2 separate regions of the Mus musculus genome follow, and region 2 is linked to region 1. A link is a contact called in public HiChIP or PLAC-seq data. All regions are on one chromosome and are shown on one strand. Each heading gives the region's core, a stretch centred on a gene start, on an enhancer-like site or on the middle of the called end of the contact. The rest is flanking DNA. Distances are from core to core; before and after follow the strand shown. Region 1 has its middle 200 kb from the start of Gm22284. Region 2 has its middle 110 kb from the start of Gm22284.

Region 1 (5,000 bases), core at 1,709-4,208:
CCACAAACTTCTCCCAGATAACAACCGCTCTAGGGCTGGATGCATCTCAGTTGATAGAATGCATTCTGAGCATGTGTGATGTCCCAAGTTCGATTCCCTGGTGTTTCATAAATTGAGCGTGATGGACTGAGTTTGTAATCCCAGCTCTGAGGAAGTAGAAACATGGGTACAAGGAACGCAAGGTCATCCTTGGATATCCAGAAATTTTGTGGATAGTTTGAGGTACATGAGATTTCATCTGGGAGGGATGAGTGGAGGGCAGAAATACTCCTGGATTCTCTTTCATCATATATCCCTTTAATTTTTCAGAATGTATTGACTGCTTAGGAAGTTGTGTTTGGTGGCACATCAATACACATTGGCCACAGATATTATTAACCAGGGGTCAACAAACAGTAGCCTTTGGGCCAAATCAATTTTATTGCCTATATTTGTATAGTCTCTTGAGTTAAGGATGGCTTTAACAAATTTTAAGTGTTGGAAAGCATTCAGAGGAAGAACAGTTGATGAGATGCGAATATTGTATGAAATTCAAATTTTGGAATCCATGAATAGTTTTATTGGGACACAACTACACCATTCATTTACATACAGTCTTTGAGTGCTTTTACCCTGCACGGACACAGTGAGCTATGCAGTGGCGACAGTCTGGTCTGCCGTGCCTTAGATATTTATTATCTGGCCCCTTACAGAGAATGTTTGCTGATCCCTAGCCTGACGTAATTGTGGTAATCTCATTTCCCTTGTGAATGACTGGTTTGAGAATGAGCATAAAACCATAATCCTGGGAAATGGAGAATCAGAAGTCTGATGGGGCTTCTGGGAAAGGTTTCTAGGCTTCTGAAGAAAGCATAGCAGAGACAGACAGTTTCTTCACTCTTTGTTGTTGCTACTGCCGGGTGAGAGAGTTGGTGCTGTAGCGGCCCACTTGTGGCTAGAGTCTCTAGCTTAAAGATAAGAGCAGCTAAGGATGACAATGGAGAGGTGATGGGAACTGGTCTCTTCTTCACGTGGATGCTGAACCCGCAACTGAGCCCCAAGACCTACTCTGCCTTTGTGAATCAAGTTGTATTTGGCCATATATTTGCTTAATATTTAAGTAATTGGGGGGGGGGGCTAAAGTTTCTATTCTTTGGTGTTAAAGCCTCCTAAATAGGACCCTGTGATGCATGAGCCGTTACACCTGGTGTTGAGAGTACAGTAGAGGCATAAGAAGCTAAAATAGCATCCCCATTTTCTTCTCAGTCTATTTGGGAGTGTAATCTCTAAAACTGGTACAAGGAATGTTTGTCTGTCTTGGATAGTCAGGGTAGACTTTGCAGAGGTACTCATTTTTAATCTGAAAAACTGGAGAGCAATTTGGATTCGATGAGACCCAGTTCACAGGAGAACCAATCAACATTTCCAGGCAAAGAGAAGACTCTATAAAGGGGCAAAGGACAGTTGAAACAGGATGGTGTTTGCTGGAGTGGTTGCTGAAGAGAGGCTGCTGTTACCGATGCTGTTGAAGAGGGAGGGTTACTTGGATCGCTCCTCAGATGGACTTTTGTAACAATTGTGATTAGTAGCTGTGGAGAAAAAAAAAACTGTCTGAAAACCAGTGGTCGGGCTGGAGAGGTCCGCCAAAGGTTAAGAACACTTACTGCTCTTGCAGAGGACACAGGTTTAGTGTCCCTCACATGAGGTAGCTCACAATCACCTATAACTCAGGTTCCTGGGAATCTAATGTCCTCTTTTAGCCTCTGCAGCACGTGCACACATGTGGCATATAAAACTCTGTCTCCCTCTTTAAAACACGCACACATGCACTCACGCACTCGCGCGCATTCACACACACACACACACACACACACACACACACACACACACCTTTATAAAACAATGACAACACTAAGGAATTGGTGTTAGTAGTCAGTGTCATTCATTGACTTCTTGCTAGGTTAAGTTTGTATGTGTAGAATCTCACTCAATTTCATCATTGTTTAGTGAGAAGCTCATAAAGTGAGAACTTATTATTATTATTATTATTTTTTACCAAAGCTATATTTAACCAAGGCAGAATCGGGTATAAGGGCCCATCCAATTTCACATAGTAAGTATAGAAGGGGGGCACATCTTTGGGCATTTTAATTCCACACCAGTCTGCTGGGGGCATAGACAAACCCCCTAAGCCCTTTGGCATAGAATGTGCTGGACCTCATATATTGGGTATCTAGCAGCGTCTGTGACTCTTGCTCATCAAGTACAATGGCTTTCAGGAGCTACAACACAATTGCATTTCAGAGGGTCTTGTTTTCTATTTCTTAAAGAAGCTACACATATTAAAAGCAAATATGGTGATTTTATGCGTTAACTAAGTGTTGTAGTTTGAACTTAGCCATACCAATTGGGCACTTTTGGCAACACAGTTTGTACAATAAGCCAAGCACTTACAATTTATGTAATCATTTATAATTTAAAATACATGCCAACACAGATTTTACCTCATTGAGGGGTGGGGCCTTATGAGGCTCCCCCTCCACATGAGGAAATGTTGATGGGCCCAGTTGAAGGCTTTCTTTTAAGGCCGTGCATATGCAGCCTAATGTTCTGTGAGGGTATAATACATATTAACTATGTTAACTGCACCCCACATATACATGCCCTAAAATGCAAGGATGGATCCAGAGATGAATAAAGGAGAAAATATTCAGGGAAATTCCAGTTCCCCCCAGTTTATAAAAGGAAACATTTGAAGAACAAGGAGAAAAGGGAATACTTGCGACTTGCGATTCAGAGGTAAGGGCAAAGAACTGGATCCTATGAAAAGCAGAACAAAGACAGAGCTGTCAAATGTCAGCTTGTCAAAGGCAATTAAGAGTAGTTTCAAACAAGTGAGGCTGATAGGAAAGTGAGCAGAGGAGGGAGACTCTCTGGGGCCACAGGGGAAGAAAGTAACACGGGTAGGGGTAGGCTGGGAGGCGGTACCAAACCTAGCAAAATCTCCACGGCTGGTTCTAAACAGCATGGCCTGAGTTCTCAAACAGAGCAGGGACCAAGTGGGGGGAAGGACCAGACATTCTGGTCATTCATGTAGAACCTCAATGACACACCCAGATAGTCGGCATTCAAGTCTCGGCCACTGAACCACGCAGGGCAGTGAACTGGCTCTTAGATACGTTCTTTGCCTTGTCTGTTACATGGATCTCAGCAGAGCTCCTGATCCTTGCAGAACTGAAGGAACGATGGAGTGAAGTCATGCAAACCAATGTTTCACATTGCTCCACACACACAGCAAACTGTTCATCAGTAAATATCAGTGATGTTGACAGCACCACTGTCTGGACAAGAGATGCTAATCAGTCTTCCATTCTCTGTCTGGAGTCTTCCTCACTGGGTGGACCACAATGCTTGCTTAGGATGGGCCTTTGAAACTGCCTGTGAAATGAACGAATAGCTCTTTTCCCTAGAATTATCATTATCATTATTATTTTGGTTCAACCACTTTTGCAGTTGATTTGCACGTCCTCCTGCAAGGGAGTATACAGTGGTGAGAATTTTAATGCATGAGTGGTTTGGACAACAGCCCCAAATGTCTTATTTTTACTACATATTATTATAGCACTACATTCATGGTTAGGGGTCAGCTGCCATTTCCTGAGCTTTATAACATGCCTGTTTTAATTAACATCAAGCTAAATTTTGGCAAACAGGTGGTCAGCCCAGATGTGAATGTTATTTTTAAAAGTGCCTTATGGCTGTTAAATCTCTCCTTTTTTTTTTTTTAAAAAAAAAGCAAAACCTATATGAGTGTGGGCATGTGGTGGGGGAGGGGACAGCAGTGCAGTAAAATCTGAAATACTGATTATCTCAGGCTTTCCTTAGGCAAGCTTCAATGACGACAAGAGGCTTTCAAAATTATTAAAATATGTGTACATAGGCCATGGACTAATAAATTAAATGAAAGCCAGAATTACAATAAAAACGAGGTGGCCACACACTGGACAGATAAAAGAAAGTATATAGAGGGTTACACATGCTCTGTGTAGCTTAGAAAAATAAGTGGCAGAGTATGAGTGTCAGGCCACAGGAATGCACTGCATGCAGGTTTCTACTCTTAGAGATATGACAATTTGTTTGCATGTGTGTGAACAGTGGTCACACAAAACCCTTCACCCCCTTTCTTACACATGTACATATTTATAAACCCAATCATTATAATATAGGTTTAGATAAAATTAATCTCTTGGGGTCCTATTTTCTTCAAATTCAAGTGTGGGCATGTGTGTGTGTGTGTGTGTGTGTGTGTGTGTGTGTATGTGTGTGTGTGTGTGTGTGTGTATGTGTGTGTGTGTGTGTATGTGTGTATGTGTGTGTGTGTGTGTGTGTGTGTGTGTGTGTGTGTGTGTGTGTGTGTGTGTGGCAGGCTGAGAACAACTTTGGGGAGTTGATTCTCACCTCTGCACCTTGTTTTTGAAGTACTATTTCTCTTGTTATTTTTGCCACTGCACACTCCAGGCTGGCTGGCCTGTGAGCATCCTGGTACTTCTCCTCTCTCAGCCTTGCATCTTCTGTATCCATTTTGGGATGTTGGACATACGCTACCACATGCAGCTCTTTTACAGACATTCCACTGAGGACTTCGGGTTGTCAGGTTTGCCCATTTGCCCACTGAGCCATCTCCCTGGAACTACTCTTATATTTTTAAACTAGACCCTGTGATTCATGGCATCTTTGTTGATACTGCTTTATCCTGGTGTAAGTTTCATGCCAGGGCCATGACTTTGACCTTCTGAATGGTTTATCAAATCCTCATTTCTCTTTGTTATCCCTTCATCTATGTTATGGCTCTCTCAGTCTGGGCCACTGTAGTAGAAACAGCCTGGTGCAGCTACATCTGCTGATGCAGGCCTCTAAATCTGTTATCTATATATCACATACAGCATTATTTATTTAAAATGAAATTTAAGCATATTCTTTCTCTGGATAAACATCTTATGGCATTTAGTCATCCCACTGGA
Region 2 (4,447 bases), core at 299-2,798, 89 kb before region 1:
AGACCTCCACTTTCATTTTAGCATCTGGGCATCCAAGCACCCAATGTGTAAGTGTTAATAGCTGACCAGTGACTCCTTTGCAGTGACTCCTTTGCCATTGCCCAAGTGGGGAATCATCATTCTATTTCCATTGACTATAAACAGGCCACATTTGTCAGTACTTGCCGATGCTTTCCAACATAGTATCATTCGGTTTGTTCTTCAAATCATCTACTGACCACCCACCTATCCATCTACCCATCCACCCTTCTAACCATCCATTCATCCATTTATCCATCCAGCAACCTATCCATGTGTCTAACCACCTACCTACCCACCCACTCACCCACCTATCCATCCATCCATCCATCCATCCATCCATCCATCCATCCATCCATCCATCTATTCATACATTCACCTATCCACTCGGCTACCAGTTTATCTACCTATGTACCCACCTGTCCACCCTGCTCACCCACCCACCTATCTATCCATCCACCCATCCACTCTTCCATCTATCCATCCACCAATCTGTCCATTCACCTGTTCATACACGCCTACCCACTACCAGTTCAGCTACCTATCCACCCCACTCACCCAGTCACTTATCCACTACCCATCTAAAAAGCATCACAGACGGCATTCTTTAAAAATGTACAATGGACCAGTTATAGCCTCAGACTTAATACAAAACAAATTGGCAGATGACCCTAAAAAAAATAATAATAATAAATGCTCTTACAAGTGAGATACACCAAGTGTCTAATAGTGGTATTGGACAATCTTGAAATGCACATAAAGGAAAATGGGGCTGACTAAGAAAGCATTACTTTAGAGTGTGGGGACAGAGCTGTATCTTAAAGGATAACTGAAGTAGTACTGAGGCAAAGGAAAGGGGAAAATTGAGTAGAGGAGCCATGAAGAGGGAAGTAAGGAAAAGACGGACAGAAAATTGAAGTCCCAAAGTAGAGCAGCTAGGTGGAGTGAAGTATCTGAGAAGCAGGGAATGGGGAAGGTGGGAAGGCTGGTTGGTGCCAGACCCTGGAAAAGAGCACGGTTAAGTCAGTTAATCCAGTGTGGAGCAATGAGGCAGGGAGGGCTCCTGAGGCCCCATTCTCAGCCGAGGGGCAGATGGCTGGCTGCTGATACATTCAGGGGGAGGGAGAGTCAACTTTCTTTGGGGTTGTAGCCATGGGTAGGCTGCTCACACATATGGGCAGAACTAGTTAGAGAGAGAGAGAGAGAGAGAGAGAGAGAGAGGAAAAGACAGACAGACGGACCTAAAATTTCGAAGAAGTTGTGTTGAGGGAAGGCCAAGGGGAGTTGCAGGGAAGGAGTGGGAGGTAGATATATTGGATACATGTATGACATTTCCAAAGAGTATAAGAAATACAAACAGAAGAGCCTGGACTATAAAACTGGGGAACATAAAGCAGTAAGCTTCCCATCCTGGGACTGGAGACTTGAAGCCTCTCCCTGGCAGGGAGAGGCATCATGGAGGAAGTGCATCATGGTGTAGTATGTGGAGTGTTTGCCTTTTCTCTTAACCAAGTCACAGACCTTTCAGTGAGGCTTCAGTGGGTTCTGCTGTGTGTCTAATCAAGGAACCATGGACAGGCGCTAGTTATGATATCCCAGTTCTTTCAAAAAGGGAAGGAAACGTAGGCCTTTGCTTAGGGGACTGCATCTTAGTCGTGTCCGAACAGTAACTTCATGCGCAAAGCAAGTGAATTATCACCGTAATTAAAGTTTTCAACACACATCCCTGAAATTAGACATCTAGAAAAACAAAGCCAGTGTGCAGCTTGTTGAATTGGTAGATAGTAAATAACATTACAGTCACTCCACAAATGAAGAAGTGGAACAGCTGCCTGCACATGTAACTCTGTCTGTCCCAACTGTAACAAGTCCCCTTCTCTGAAAATAACTACTTTTTAATGACCCGCGTCTTACACTGGTCTATGGCTTTATCAGCTGTGGACATTACCTCATCCTCTAGTCTTGCTCGTGTATATGATTTTTAAATGTTATAGATCTTTTCAAGTCTATGGCTCCCCCTTCTTCATTGCCTTTAAAAACAATTACATGTATGTCATTACATGTATGAATGTACTTTATGTGTACAGACCTCAGAGGACAACTTCTAACTTTTCACCATGTATGTCCTTGGGATATATAACTACAGGTGCTCCGGCTTAGTGGCAGTGCGTCTACCCTTGAATCCTATCTCTGCCTGGGCTGGTTACATTTTTTGTTAACTTGATGCAGGCAAGGGTCACCTGGAAAGAGATTGAGAAATGCCTCCATAAGACTGTTCTGTAGACAAGTCCGTGAGGCATTTTCTTGATGGAAGAGGGTTCAGTCCACTGTGGGGTTGTACTATCCACATGTAGGTGGTCCTGGGTTCTCTAAAACCTAAATGGAGCAAGCCACTGGGAGCAAGTCAGTAGGCAGCATTCTCCCATGGCCTCTGATGAGCTCAACGGTGGGTACACAACAGAAACCAGTGACTATCCATCTCCTGGGCATCCATCAGTAACCAGTAGTTCAGCTCGGAGATGCAGGTCCCCATAACCCTATAAGTCCTTTCCCATTAATGATTGAGTATGGGGCTGGAGAGATGCCTCAGTGGTTAAGAGCACTGACTGCTCTTCCGGATGTTCTGATTTCAATTCCCAGCAACCACATAGTGGCTCACAACCATCTGTAATGGGATTTGATGCACTCTTTAGGTGTGTCCGAAGACAGCTACAATGTACTCATATAACATAATAAATAAATAAATAAATAAATAAATAAATAAATAAATCTTAAACAAAATGAGTATGGATGGGCTCAGTCTTGTACAGGTTCAATATAGACAGCTGCAGTGGATCTCATGACTGCACTATTGTGGCACTTTTAATCTTTATTTATTTATTTGTTTGCTTGCTTGGTTTTTCGAGACAGGGTTTCTCTGTATAGCCCTCGCTGTCCTGGAACTCACTCTGTAGACCAGGCTGGCCTCGAACTCAGAAATCCACCTGCCTCTGCCTCCCAAGTGCTGGGATTAAAGGTGTGCGCCAGCACCACCCGACTGTAGCACTTTTTATAAAGACGTTCTTTCATCTGCTGTGTCACCCATTCCCATGTAGTTCATATAGATAAGTAAGATACATTTTTATTTCCCTAGCTTCAAAATAGCAAACACACATTATTCAGGATGTAATGTGTCTGCTTATTGTTTGGTGCTGCTAGTGTGATCTCTTGGTATAGTTTCGTCTATCAGAAAGCTCACGTCTTAGGCCAGTGGAAACCTCAAGGTCCTTTCTTTCTTTTTTTTTTATTAGGTATTTTCTTCATTTACATTTCCAATGCTATCCCAAAAGTCCCCCATACCCACCCCCCCCCAATCCCCTACCCACCCACTCCCCCTTTTTGGCCCTGGCGTTCCCCTGTACTGGGGCATATAAAGTTTGCAAGTCCAATGGGCCTCTCTTTCCAGTGATGGCCGACTAGGCCATCTTTTGATACATATGCAGCTAGAGTCAAGAGCTCCAGGGTACTGGTTAGTTCATAATGTTGTTCCACCTATAGGGTTGCAGATCCCTTTAGCTCCTTGTGTACTTTCTCTAGCTCCTCCATTGGGGGCCGTGTGACCCATCCAATAGCTGACTGTGAGCATCCACTTCTGTGTTTGCTAGGCCCCGGCATAGTCTCACAAGAGAGGGTCCTTTCTAATGCATCTTAGTAGCCTTGGGGAGATTCTTCTAATTTCATGTCAGTGTGTTCAGAGCCCAGTGCAGACACGTTCTACTTCAGACCTGGTGCCAGGTATTTACACAAGAAACTCTGGGTTCACTCAAGAAGAAAGGCCCTTTGAAGACTAAATTTGATGGAAAGACATTCACTGCCATTGGTCTGACCTGTGTTTCCAGGTCATTAAAAAAAAAAAAAAACCCAGAATATGCAAGCATGCAGTGGGTTTGCACTGATATTGAGAGTCATGTAAACAGGGGGTTCTTGGTGCCTAGGGAAGAGTTATTACTTTGGAAGATTTGTTCTTTCATTGAGAACCTGTCCTTCCTGACAGGGAGATTATGGAGTGTTTCATACCAACATGGGTTTTCTCTACTGTGCAAACATATCAGAAAAATAATTCTAGGAAGCACCATAGACATGACTATTATTAAAAACTGGTTTATATTTCGCATATGCTGGTCATCTAATTTTTATAGCTGCAATGTACTTACCTTTAAAACAATACAGTAGTACTTTCAGACTAGACTCTTTCTTTTAGTCTTCAGCCATTGATTAAGTACCTCTATATTTATTTTATGTGTGGTGTATGTGTATGCATACTAAAGCCCAAATGTGAAGGTCAGAGGACAGTCTTCGGTATCAGTCTTCACCTTGTTTGAGACAGTTTCCGGTCTCTACCTCCCATTTTGCTGTAGGTATGTGTTGGGTTTAGATGTGTGCACTACTA

The links. HiChIP or PLAC-seq counts read pairs in DNA pulled down with a chosen protein or histone mark.
Region 2: an H3K27ac HiChIP or PLAC-seq map of large pre-B cells shows a contact between it and region 1, with 3 times the contacts expected there. The contact joins two enhancer-like sites. A contact is called at or near these places in 1 of 39 promoter capture datasets (pre-B cells), 2 of 15 datasets of contacts at CTCF or cohesin (large pre-B cells and pro-B cells), 7 of 484 Hi-C or Micro-C datasets (the C10 cell line, CD4 T cells, cerebellar granule neurons and 3 more) and 1 of 115 datasets of contacts at active chromatin or transcription factors (large pre-B cells).

What each region holds. Positions count from the first base shown.
Region 1 is chr11:45,440,164-45,445,163 of GRCm38.p6, reverse strand. No RefSeq gene overlaps it. Among named protein-coding and RNA genes, the nearest start is that of Gm22284, 200 kb to the left of the region's middle. Within about 2 kb of position 2,958, at least 13 of the 459 cell types and tissues checked have an H3K27ac peak or open chromatin away from gene starts, as enhancers often do.
Region 2 is chr11:45,528,647-45,533,093 of GRCm38.p6, reverse strand. No RefSeq gene overlaps it. Among named protein-coding and RNA genes, the nearest start is that of Gm22284, 110 kb to the left of the region's middle. Within about 2 kb of position 1,548, at least 6 of the 459 cell types and tissues checked have an H3K27ac peak or open chromatin away from gene starts, as enhancers often do.